Linked DNA regions of Mus musculus: region 1 is linked to region 2. A link is a contact called in public Micro-C data. All regions are on one chromosome and are shown on one strand. Each heading gives the region's core, a stretch centred on a gene start, on an enhancer-like site or on the middle of the called end of the contact. The rest is flanking DNA. Distances are from core to core; before and after follow the strand shown. Region 1 holds the start of Sema5a (sema domain, seven thrombospondin repeats (type 1 and type 1-like), transmembrane domain (TM) and short cytoplasmic domain, (semaphorin) 5A). Region 2 overlaps Ankrd33b (ankyrin repeat domain 33B).

What was found. A called contact is a pair of places that touch in the nucleus more often than the background predicts.
Region 1: a Micro-C map of palatal mesenchyme shows a contact between it and region 2, with 4 times the contacts expected there. The contact joins the promoter of Sema5a here to the enhancer-like site in region 2. A contact is called at or near these places in 1 of 39 promoter capture datasets (embryonic stem cells), 4 of 484 Hi-C or Micro-C datasets (the HL-1 cell line, brown adipocytes, neural progenitor cells and 1 more) and 1 of 115 datasets of contacts at active chromatin or transcription factors (embryonic limb bud).

The regions. Positions count from the first base shown.
Region 1 is chr15:32,243,482-32,249,172 of GRCm38.p6, forward strand. It overlaps Sema5a (sema domain, seven thrombospondin repeats (type 1 and type 1-like), transmembrane domain (TM) and short cytoplasmic domain, (semaphorin) 5A), which reads left to right and starts at 1,332. Exons shown (of 23, transcript NM_009154.2): 1 at 1,332-1,818. Snhg18 (small nucleolar RNA host gene 18) reads right to left here and starts at 1,181. Exons shown (of 2, transcript NR_038186.1): 1 at 901-1,181.
Region 2 is chr15:31,314,069-31,320,183 of GRCm38.p6, forward strand. The region is part of intron 2 of Ankrd33b (ankyrin repeat domain 33B); the gene reads right to left. Among named protein-coding and RNA genes, the nearest start is that of Ankrd33b, 51 kb to the right of the region's middle. Within about 2 kb of position 4,588, at least 43 of the 459 cell types and tissues checked have an H3K27ac peak or open chromatin away from gene starts, as enhancers often do. A contact at or near this core is called in palatal mesenchyme, where this site is marked.

The DNA of each region.
Region 1 (5,691 bases), core at 82-2,581, 930 kb after region 2:
CGCCTAATTCTTTCATTTGAAGGTGACAGACACAACAAATTGGTGGCAACTTGTGCTTCTATTCACCTCCTCTTGAATCTCTGTGGTCCTGGATGAGCGGTGACACATTCCAGCTATTACCCGGTCCCTGTTTAGCATCATGGAACCCTCACAGAGGCCCCGAACTGTCACCGGCGCCCCTATCCCCTACCAGGGCACATTTGCAACCTGCCAATACCAGGATGTGATTGTGGCAAATGGGAACATCCTTAGGTCTTGCAGCTAAGAAACTCATTGATGAGGTTCCTTATGCAAAAGCACCCGAGGCCACCAACAAGGCCCGATATGGGAGGAAAACCTGAAGACATCGTTCCTTTACCCTATCCTGAGGGAAAAGGATCGCCAAGCATGGCTGTAGGGGCAGGGATCCACGGTTTCTGACTTTATCCTGTAATTTCCCCTCTTCACAACCTTGTATGTTGTTTAGAACTTGGTGAGTTGATCACTTCCTTAGAAGGAGAACTGAACAACGCGTCAATAAAGCTGCCTTCCCAAGGCATTTACTTTGCGTTCCAAGATAAACTTTTTGCCCCCATGCTCACTCAGTAAACTCCCAAGATACTTGCGGAGTACCAATTAGCCCAGCTGTTTCTGTCCATGAGGTAACCCTCTCCTAATTCCCATTAGGGCTACTTGGGAACCTCTTGCTCTATTTCCTTGGATGGCAGATTTATTCATTTCTCTGATCTATCCTTTTCAAGAACTGAGAGCCTTGCTGGGCCCAGCTCGCCTGTAAGAATCCGCGGCGGGCCCCTCACCACCCCCAAAGCACACCCCAGTCTTCTTATGATGACACAGAAGAACTGAATCTTAAACTTCCACTTTCTTCCCACCCGCGATCCGCCGGGGGCACGCACTTACCTGGAGCTTAGGCAGGCCTAGCAGACGCCACGTCTCTGGTTTGGGTTGAACTGCCTCCAGCCCTTTATACAGCCCATCCTGCAAAGTAGCCACGTAGGAGCCACCGGGCAAGGGGCGGGTAGCCAAAGAAGGTCTCTTCCAGGCGAGGAAGGGAGTTCGAAAAAAGTCACCAGTTGGGTGAGCTTGCACTCTGGTGGCACAAATAGAACTCCTGGGGTGTGTAGAGAGCCCCCTGGGGAGTGTTTGGGGGTCCCATCTCGGGAAGAGGCGGGGCTAGAGGAGGGGCCTGGGAAGGTCAGGGGTGGGTGGGGCGCTCAGTTTGCACGCGGGAGGGGCGGAGTAGGGGAGGTGCGGCGGAGGGGGCGGGGCGGGGGCGGGGCGAGGCGAGGCGGTCCTGTGCTCCCCGCCCCGAGCTCTGGGCCCGCTCACCCAGCGCTGGTCTACTCGCTAGGAAGGCGGCGTCAGCAGCGGCTGCTCACGCTGTGCCCACTCCCGCGCGCGCTGCGCTCCCGCCGCGGGTGGGCTCCTCAGCCCTTGGCTGACGGTGGCCCCAGCCTTGTGGCGACCTCTGTATCCCACCTTCCCACTGCGGGGGCGTCCCGGCACGTGCAATCCTTTTTGGGGGTGTTCTTGGTTCCCACGCGCAGCTACTAAGCAGAGGGTACCCAACTTTGCCACCTCACCGGTCGCCCTCTCTCGGCGCGAGCCTGTCCACTCAGCTGCACAACTGGAGACTCCGGCAGACTAGCTGGTCCCCAGCCTGGCGCGCTGCGAGAGGAGGATAGCTCTGGAGAAGTGGCGGGGTGCAGTGGTGGCGGCTGCCTCGACTTCCCTCGTAGTACACTGAAGAGGACCCTTGGAGCAGCTCCGGGCCCCGGGGCGCTGGATGACTAGCAGGAGGAACGCGCCCGGCATCTGGTGAGCTCTCTCCCCGCAGAGTCCCTGAGTGTCATAGCTGAGACCCTGCACGTGTGAACTGGACTCGGCACTGGTCCATTTGCGGGTGGTGTAAGTCTCTGGTAGGGTCACTCTGCAGACACCTGGGTGGGGACAACCTGGCAGAGGCGCGTGCAGGACTACCATCAAAGCGGGGGCGGTCGCAGTGGAGATAGTGCACGGGCTGGAAGTTTGTGTCTTAGCCTTTCCCTGGATACGAGCGTGGATTGAGAAGGTCCGGGTGTGCGACCGGTCAGTGGGCAAGCCTGCACCTCGGCCAGCACCTTTCAGGTACCCGTGGAGATCTGTGTGCGTAATCCGCGCTAGGCCAGGCTTGCTTGGTGGGATCTGGAACCGGGATTGGTGGTCGGAATCGCCTACCTCCCTGCACGGTGGACTAGGGGACATTTATTTTCCTGCTCTCTGCACAGGGGCTCTGCGGTGTTCGTGAAAATCTGGGGTTAGTGGGACCAGGGCACAACTCCGCCAGGGTGTTTTGCTGAGGAAGACTAAGGCAGGGATGGCGAAGCCTGGGGCTTCAGCAGGATGAGCTCCAATCGCAGAGCCCCCGTCTGCGGGCAGCCCAGCCGCACGCATTTCATACCCGGGTTCACGGTCTGGGGCCAGGAGAAGATCGGTGCTCAGGATATTCCGAGGAACTGTTGGAGGGGAGTGATCTCCGGCGATCGCCCTTGGAATTGGGCCCAGAGCGGGTAGGTCCCGGTCCCGGTACCCCTCACCTCCCGCCCCGGGCTTTGGCGGGAAGCGCTTTCACGTCCTTTTTTGTTGTTTGTACCTGGATGCGGTTGCCTTGAGTTGGGTTTTAACTTTCCTGCGCCTGCGGCGTCCCGGAGATTCCCGGCAGGGGGCGCCAAGAGCGAGCTTTCGGAGAGGATGTCACAGAGCTTGTTAGTGTTTTTGTCCTGGGCAAATGGGTCAGGGGTCCTAGGCAGCAGTAAAACACAGATTTTTGCTGTGATTTCCGCGCTAGGCCAGGCTTGCTTGGTGGGATCTGGAACCGGGATTGGTGGTCGGAATCGCCTACCTCCCTGCACGGTGGACTAGGGGACATTTTCCTGCTCTCTGCACAGGGGCTCTGCGGTGTTCGTGAAAATTTGGGGTTAGTGGGACCAGGGCACAACTCCGCCAGGGTGTTTTGCTGAGGAAGACTAAGGCATTTCATACCCGGGTTCACGGTCTGGGGCCAGGAGAAGATCGGTGCTCAGGATGTTCCGAGGAACTGTTGGAGGGGAGTGATCTCTGGCGATCGCCCTTGGCGATCCTCTTTTCCTCTCAAAAGGAAGAGTTGAGAGAAGTGTTCTCTTTACCCAGGAGAGCTTTTTAGCGTAGTTAAGCGACAGAAAAGTTGGACGGAAGCCGTCTATCTGGAAAGGTTTCTTCCTAAGACACATTCCTACAAACTCCTCAGGGTACACATTTTTCTCCTTTGACAATTGGACTTAACAATTGAAACTGCGCGAAGGTATAAGAGTTATGTGTAATACGGAGAGGAGGTTCTGCTCCTAAGCAGCACATTGGTTAAACACCGGGTGTTAAAATTAATGCAGTGTATTTATTTATATTTTTAAAAATAGCTGTGTGTCCAGGCTTGTCAGGAAGAGCCCTGTTTTTGAAGTGCAGATGCGTTATTAAATACAGAATTCGTCTTTTATAAAGATAAAACTAGCCCTTAATAGGAAACGTTTTAAATACCCAACTAGGGTTGCCAATTAATGTTGTTTTTCATCTTTTGAGAGAGGGAGGAGTTCCTCTCTTGGAGTAAAAAGTTCACTGTTGCACTTCAGGCTTAAGCAGACACCTTCTGTTGTAGATCATTGAAACTACTTTTCTTTCCTGTGTTTACTCCAAAAGAAGTGTGCATTTCTTTCTGCCCACTCACATTTCTTCTGCACGTTTGTTTTCCATGAAGAAGCAGTTCCAAGTGTAGTTGTTTGAAACATAGACTTCCTGCCGTGAGTTTATTATAAAAACTTTTGAGACAGTGGCTCACCCAAGATGCCGACTGTTGTCACAGTGTGTGCCCATTCAGCTGTGAAGTCCATGTACTGGTATCAGCTTTTATGCGGCTGTAGTCAATACATACTTTTCCTCACATGGGAAATAAGCGATGCTCATCATTTGATGCCTTTTAAGCCGCTGCTAACTTATTTGGTTGCCTTAATGGCAAACAGCTGCAGGATCCCTGCTGAGAGCAAAGACTTTGGTCTTCTGGGTAGGGAAGACTGTCTTGGACCAGAGGAAGTATTTTAAGGTGTTTAGAATCTGCTGAAAATAAGCTGGTATTTATCCCTCCTTGTGTCTGTCTCAAGTGACATCTTAGTCATGTCTGCAGAGATTGAAAGAGAGAAATGGAAGAGCACAGAGTAAAACTAGTTCACAACAATACAAGATGAATGCAAACATATTCCCACAAGTTTACCATGACCCTAGGTTTTGTGGACCACAGGAAGTCCTTGTAGCTACTGGCTTCTCAGAGGAAATTCTTCTGTATCCTCATTGTAGCCTCTTGCTGAGGGACAGTTGTTAAAAGCAACAAGCATTTCTCTGTGCTGTATGCTTCGTGCTCAAAATAGATGCCAGTTTCTTGGGCTGCTATATCAACTGCTACTCATGCCAGGCTATATCAAGAGCTACCTAGCCAAACCGTTGCATAGTTCCAATTAACTGGATAATGATTTTTATCTGTTTAACTGAATGTCGTTTTATCATTAAGTCACTGAAACAGAGGCTTTTCGGCGACAAAATGCAGGAAGGTGGAGGAGGGATGGGTAGGGCTTTGCTAAGAGTCCAGCCAAGGGCATCAGGCATTCTGTTGGATATATGAGTGAGCATGGACGCCGACCCTAAAGAAGAGGCTTGTGTTCCAGCCCATGCCATGTGCAGTACAGAACAGATCCATTCGTTCGCATCAACTCCTAGTCAAGTAACCCATTTTTTTTTAAATGTAGAATTGAATAACATTTGAGGAAACCATTTCTTCCTATATATTTGCTATAATTCTTGATTCTAAAATTATGCCAAATTAGTATTATAAAAGTGTATCTGAAATTGTTGCTATAGTTACCCAGACAAATTGCTTAGGATATAATTATAATACCAAGGTGACAAGTTTTTGTGTTTAATGTTCAATAATGTTTGAAACATAAATTACAGCGTCTAACAAATTGAATTACAGCAAAGTATCGAACAAAGATGCCTCTACCTTTCTGCCCACCTGCACCTGCTTGCAAATCTTTATTTATATTCTGCAAAGTTAACTTTTCTGGAATCCCCAGATGAGTGAGTGTATGTCATTCTAAGTAGTGTACAGCGTCTGTACTATTGTCTGCAATATGGAGATTTTCATAGATGCTCCTCAAGTACTTTCTAAAGTAAGATGTAAAAGTCTAGTTGAAATTACTATATATTTTTAAAAACCCTCTACTATCCTGCAGACATCACCTGACATTGATAGTGTCTCTGCTGTTTGTAGTTCCCATAGATTAGCATAAGAGCATCCCAGAGATGAATATAAGGCATGAACACCAGCTCTTTGGGATATAGCTTTTTTTTTTTGGCATTTACATTTTTACTACATTGTGTGTGTGTGTGTGTGTGTGTTGAATATGACACAGTATAAAGGTCACATGACAGCTGTGTGTCTGTCCTTCCAATATGTATTTGAGAGCCAAATTTGGGTCACTAGGTTTGGTAGCAAGTACTTCACCAACTGTACCATTCTATTTTAGGGTACTGGTTATCCAAGTATACAAAATCTATTTTTTTATAGTAAGAAAAGAGAGGGGAACAAAAACTAATCTTAGGATCCCTTCAAAGTTTCTGTTCTCAGTAAGT
Region 2 (6,115 bases), core at 3,338-5,837:
AATGCAGAGTGGAATAACTTAGAAATTATAAGGCAACATAAAAAAAATTAAGAGAGCACTAAGCAAAATATCTGTCCCCCAACCAGAGCCTTTGTCCTTCACCTGGTGACCTCACAGCTCTCCTTTGTATTATGGTTTGCTTTGAGGGTTTTTTCTTTTTTTAAGTTTTATTTATTTATTTTTATTTATATGAGTACACTGCACCTGTCTTCAGACACACCAGGAGAGTGCATCAGATCCCATTACAGATGGTTGTGAGCCACCATGTGGGTTGTGGTTGTGGTTGCTGGGAATTGAACTCAGGATCTCTGGAAGAGCAGTCAGTGCTCTTAACCGCTGAGTCATCATCTCTTCAGCCTGGGCAACCTTTTACACATACACTCACACACACACACTCACACATACAGTCACACACTCACATCCATACACACACTCACATGGCACATTGGGCAGACTCTTGCTCATGCCTCCACTCTTCACCCACCCATGCTCATTTGTCTCTGCTCTTCCCTAGACCAGTGACTCTCAACCTTCTCAATGCTGACCCTCATGTTGTGGTGACCTGAAACCATATCTTTATTTCATTGCTACTTCGTAACTTTAGTCTTGCTATTGCTACGTATCATAATATCTGATATACAGGATATTGATATGCTATCCCTGTGAAAGGCTCGTGTGACCCCCCCCAAAGGGGCCACGCCCCACAGGTTGAGAACTGCTGACTTAGACAGTTTTACTTCTCTTTGGTGTTGTGTATGTGTGGGTACATGATCATATAGTTGTATAGAATAAGGAAACACAAACAAACAAACGAAAAAACATAGAATATTTGTCTTTTTGGAAACTTTTGTCTCCATATGTATCCATTTTCCTGCAACTAATGTAACTTACTTCCTTCTTTATGGCTGAAAAAAAAATCTGTTATGTCCACATACCATATGTCCTCATACATTCCAGCTGCTGGGCACCTAGGTGTGTTCTATAACTTAGCTGTTATGGATAATGCCACCATAAACACTGCTATGTAAGTACCTTTGTGGCTACAGCTCCTCTATTAACCTATGGGCCCTGTATACACCCTACCGAGATCACCCAGCCTCCCTTCATCTGACTACCTGATGCACTATCCCTTCCAATATTCATCCTCTGGTTTTGGCATCAGCATTTGCACCCTGACCCGCAGTGTGCTAAGGTGAGCCAGAGCCCTCTAACTTGCCGCAGACTCCAGGCTCGGTGAATCCAGAGACGCTCCCTTAGCAGATCCTTAATAATAAACCATGATCCCATCGTTTAAAATTAAATGGCCACGAAGTAAGCAATCACCAACTCGTTCAACATTGTCACAAGCACAAGACCCTTACGGCTAAGGGTCTTCCTGTCACTAAAAACAGGGACAGATGAAAAAGGTCTTCCTTTATCTGTGCAAAGCTGAATTCGAAATGGAAACTGTGGGAAATATCTAATAATAAGAAAGGGGGGAGAAATGGAAACACAGCAGCGGTCCCAGCCTCTGGGTCTCAACCCTTCCCACAGGATCACACGGCAGATACCCTGCATATCAGATATTTCATTATGATTCATAGCAGTAGCAAAATTACTGTTATGAAGTAGCAACGAAAATAATTTTATGGTTTTGGGTCACTACAACATGAGGAACTATGTCAAAGGGTTCCAGCATTAGGAAGATGCTCAGTGTTAGAGGATTTGGTTTTCCAGGGTCTTGTCTGACTCAGTGTAGTTCTCCAAATCGGGCCAGTAGAGGGAGCTGTTGGCTTTGGAAATGCAGTACCCCAGTAGGCGTGCTGGGATACCCGGGGAATCCCTATTAGAAGAGGGGAAAAGCCAGAGTTGGGCAGCAAAGGTGGAGAAGAGGAGGGAAAGGGAAGAAAGAGGAGGGAAGGGGAGGAAGGGGAGGGAAGGAGAGGAAAGGGAGGGGAGGGAGAGCAGTGTCTGAGCCCGCTCTGCCTGACTGAGTTGCAGTTAGTGTGCTAGAGCTCTGTAGTTTAGTGGAAGAGCAGGCAGGGTTAGGAAACCAAAGGCTTGCCAAATTCTAATCTTTTCTTTAAAACAATAGAAGAGGGAAGGAGGAGAGGGAAGGAGGAGGGAGAGGAGAAAACAAGCCCTTCCTAAAACTCAAAGTAAAACAAGATCCTGATGATTGGAAGTAATAAAACTATTGTTTTAAAAATGAAGGGCTTGGCCTGGACTCACAAGTGCATGAACACAGACACACACCCTTTCTCTCTCTCTCTCTCTCTCTCTCTCTCTCTCTCTCTCTCACACACACACACACACACACACACACACACACACACACACACAGACACACACACACACACACACACACACACACACACACAGCATTTTAAAATAACAAAGGAAGCCTTTTTTAAATAGGACTGACGAGGTGACTGGATGGCTCAGAGTTAAGAGCATACTCCTCTCTCTCAGAGAACCTAAGTTCGGTTCCCAGCACCCACTGCCCTTACAGTGGGTCCCCACATCAAGGAGCTCACAGCAGCCATGACCCAATCTGTTTTACTTTCATTTCTATTCCTGTGATAAAATGCCCTGAAAAAGAGGCAGTTTAGGGGAGAAAGGGTTTATTCAGCTTAGAATTCCAGGTCACAGTCCATCACCGCGGGGAAACTGAGGCAGGAGTTCAACCAGCTACTCACATCACATCCACAGTCAGGAGCAGAGAGAATGGATACACACTTGCTACTCAGCTTACCTTTTCTAAACACCCAGAACCCAGACTTGGGAGTGGGGTAACAGTGCCACCCACAGTGGGCAGTGTCTTCCTATATCAATTAATGTAATCAAAACAACACCCCCCCCCAAGACATGCTCAAAGTCAGGATAATTTAGACCATCCTTCAGAGACTCTTAGGTGATTCTAGGTTGTGTAAAGTTGCCAATTAAATCTAGCCATTGCTCCAGCTCCACACTAGACATCTAGGTGAGAGACAGAAGTGAACCTAGATGCTGTGAGGGCCAGGCACAACTGCAAGAGTCTCACAGAAAATGTTCCTAGTCAAGTCAAGGGGGGAAAAGATTAAAACCACAACCTCAACAGCATTATCCTAGCCATTTATGGTGGTTCTAATAAGAATGGCCCCCATTGGCTCATATATTTGAATGCTGGACTCCAGTTAGTAGACCTGTTTGGGAAGGATTGGAGGTGTGGCCTATTGGAGGAGGCATGGCCAGGTTGGAGGAGGCATGGCAATGTTGGAGGAGGCATGGCCAGGTTGGAGGAGGCATGGCCAGGTTGGAGGAGGCATGGCCAGGTTGGAGGAGGCGTGGCCAGGTTGGAGGAGGCATGGCCAGGTTGGAGGAGGCGTGGCCAGGTTGGAGGAGGCGTGGCCATGTTGGAGGAGGCATGGCCATGTTGGAGGAGGCATGGCCAGGTTGGAGGAGGCATGGCCAGGTTGGAGGAGGCATGGCCATGTTGGAGGAGGCCTGTCACCAGGGACAGGCTTTAAGGTTGCAAAGGTCAGAGAATAAAGAATGCTGGTGTAAAGTCTGACATTGGGTGGCATGGTTGCCATGGCTACTTGGGGACCTGCTGAGTGCAGACTAGTAAAACAGTGTTAAAGGAGGGAAGGTGGTCTCTCTCACACAAGTTGTAGTGACTTTACTGCAAGCAGCAATTTCTAGACAATGGTTGAAATTAAGAAATCCAGCTGATATGAGGGCTGTGGCCTCCCTGGAAAACCAACCACCTCACTTTTCTGTTTTTCCACGTGAACTCACGGTGCCTTTGTGCCCCTCTAAAGCCATCTCATGGGGATCAGCAGTACTGCTGCTGGGGTAGCTCCTGAGGGGTTCCCCCATGACATCTGCCAGGAGAACTTGAGACCCAGAACCTCACAGTGGGTCCCCTGATGAGCACACTAGCTTCCCTGATACTTGGTGACAGGTTCAGACTGTTAGAACAGGAACGCCTAGCAGAGGGTCTGGCACTCGGTGCTTTAACCAGCTCTGTACTAAACAGTGGGTGGATTAAGCAGGGCAGGTTCTACAGATGCAGGAGCCAGTCTGTGAACGCAACTTGCCATGGGGCTAAGGTTGCTTCTGACATTTCCAAACAAACTAGGAAAAAAACTTCATCAGGCTGAGACAATTAAGACAAAAGAGGGGTGCCAGGGATGTCAGAAGTAGAGGGTTTGCTCATAGTAAGTACATGAGAGGCCCTGGGATTGTCCCCAAGCACCAAGGAAACGCTTTTCAATTTACATTTTAACAGATGTGCATACCTCCTCCCTATGCAATTTGCTGAGCTGGAAGCCTGGGCAGCCAGAAGCAGGTGGGAGCCTGGCTGGTGGGGGTGGGCAGTGGTGGGGGTAGATAGGGAATGGGCACAAACAATCCAGCCACATACAGGGTGGATGAGCAAACTGGCAAGCAGGGGGCAACAACAGAAGCCAGAGAAAGAGGAAAAAAAAAAAAACACCATTAGAACAAAACAAAAAGGAAAGAACAGAAAATAGGTTCTCTTTTTAAATCCAAGAAACCCTATGCAGACATCAGGCACTAATTACCGTTGCCTCGGCAGGGCTGTCTTAACAGACCTCCGGCCATATGTGGCCAAGAACAGCTGCCAATGTGGCCCAACCCAAAATTGTAGCTGAAATGAAAACGTTGAGGGTTTCCTTGTTGCTGCTTTGTGCGGTTTTGTTTGCTCTGTTGGTGTCTGGTTAGTTTGTTTCTGTTTTTCATAACTGAATGGGTCAGTATCAGGTCCCAGCCCTCCAAGGTGACAATGTGGACTCAGCTGAGGTTGCCCTCCAACCATGTAAACACTCAGCAGTCCTCAGAAACTGTGTAAAGTAGGTTTCTGTTTGCCAGAAGTCTTTTTTTTTTTCTCTCTCTCTCTCTCCCCTCCAACAGACAGTCCCCCAACCTCCAGAGAGGGCATCTAGTTCTCTATCAACTCCGGCTCTCTTCTCTCTGATCCTCTCTCAGTCCCTGAAATATAGCCATGGTAGAACCCCACCCCCACTCTCTATTTTACCTATAATAAAAAACCTTCCCCCTTAATTATGGAGTGGCTATTTCCATGGGGTTTTTGTTTGTTTTTGTTCATTTTTAGCTGCCCGCCTTGCACACATCCAGTCTCAAGTGTGAATGTGAACCCTGTAGACAATAGCTTCATGTTGCAATGTCAGAAGGTTGGACACGCCTTCTGGGAACCAGGAACCTTGGAAGAGGAGAAGTCTTTGTTCCCACTCACCCCTGACTCCTTGCTTGTTTCTTTCCAAACACTGGGTATCCATCCCACTTATCCAAGCAGCACACAAGGAAAGCAGCCAGGCCTTGTGTCGGGAGCCTTGCACGGTCAAATTCATCACCTTCCAGCTGCTCAACCCAGTCAGGGGCAGTGGATGTGACCATGCCGCCCCCAACCCTTTGATGTATGGCAGCCACCCTAGCCCAGTGACAAACTCAGGGCTGCCTGAAGCAAGCCCCCGTTCCCTGGGCCAGCAGGTACCAAGCACCCTAGGCAAAATGTCAGCTCAACTTCTGCCACGGACCCCACGCCATTAAAAGAAAAGAGTTGAGGCAGTGGGGAGCAGAGAGGAAAGAGTTCACAGCCCTAGGCTATGAGAAAGTCCCATTACAACCACTGACCCTGGGCTCCGAGCACAGCTCCAGAACCTCCGGCTCAGGGCCCAGGTCATCAGGAAATTAAACCAGTACAGGAAAAGTGTGCCCCTATATAAAGAGAAGAAGCGGTCTTCAAGTGGGCAGAAAGACACTGGAATGCCAAACAAAGAGGGCTGTTTAACAGAACCTCAGCAGTGTCCCCAGGATGTCACCTAAGGGTGTGCACGGCTGCAGCGTAAAAATCTGGACATTCCTATGACCACAGACCATAGGTCTCACTCAGGACAGCAAGAAGGTGGGGTGTGACACCCAACTGCAGTGTGTGATACTGATGTCACATGGTTTAAAGAGCAGCCAAACTATTAGGGATATAGCTGTTGCAGAGCCCTTGTCTATAAGGATGTGGTAGGTAGGGGGCGTGAGGACTTTTCATCTCAGTTTGGAGGTACATAATCTGTGTCTCTGTTATATTTCTTATGTGCAGCAGTGCTAGGTTGTTAGC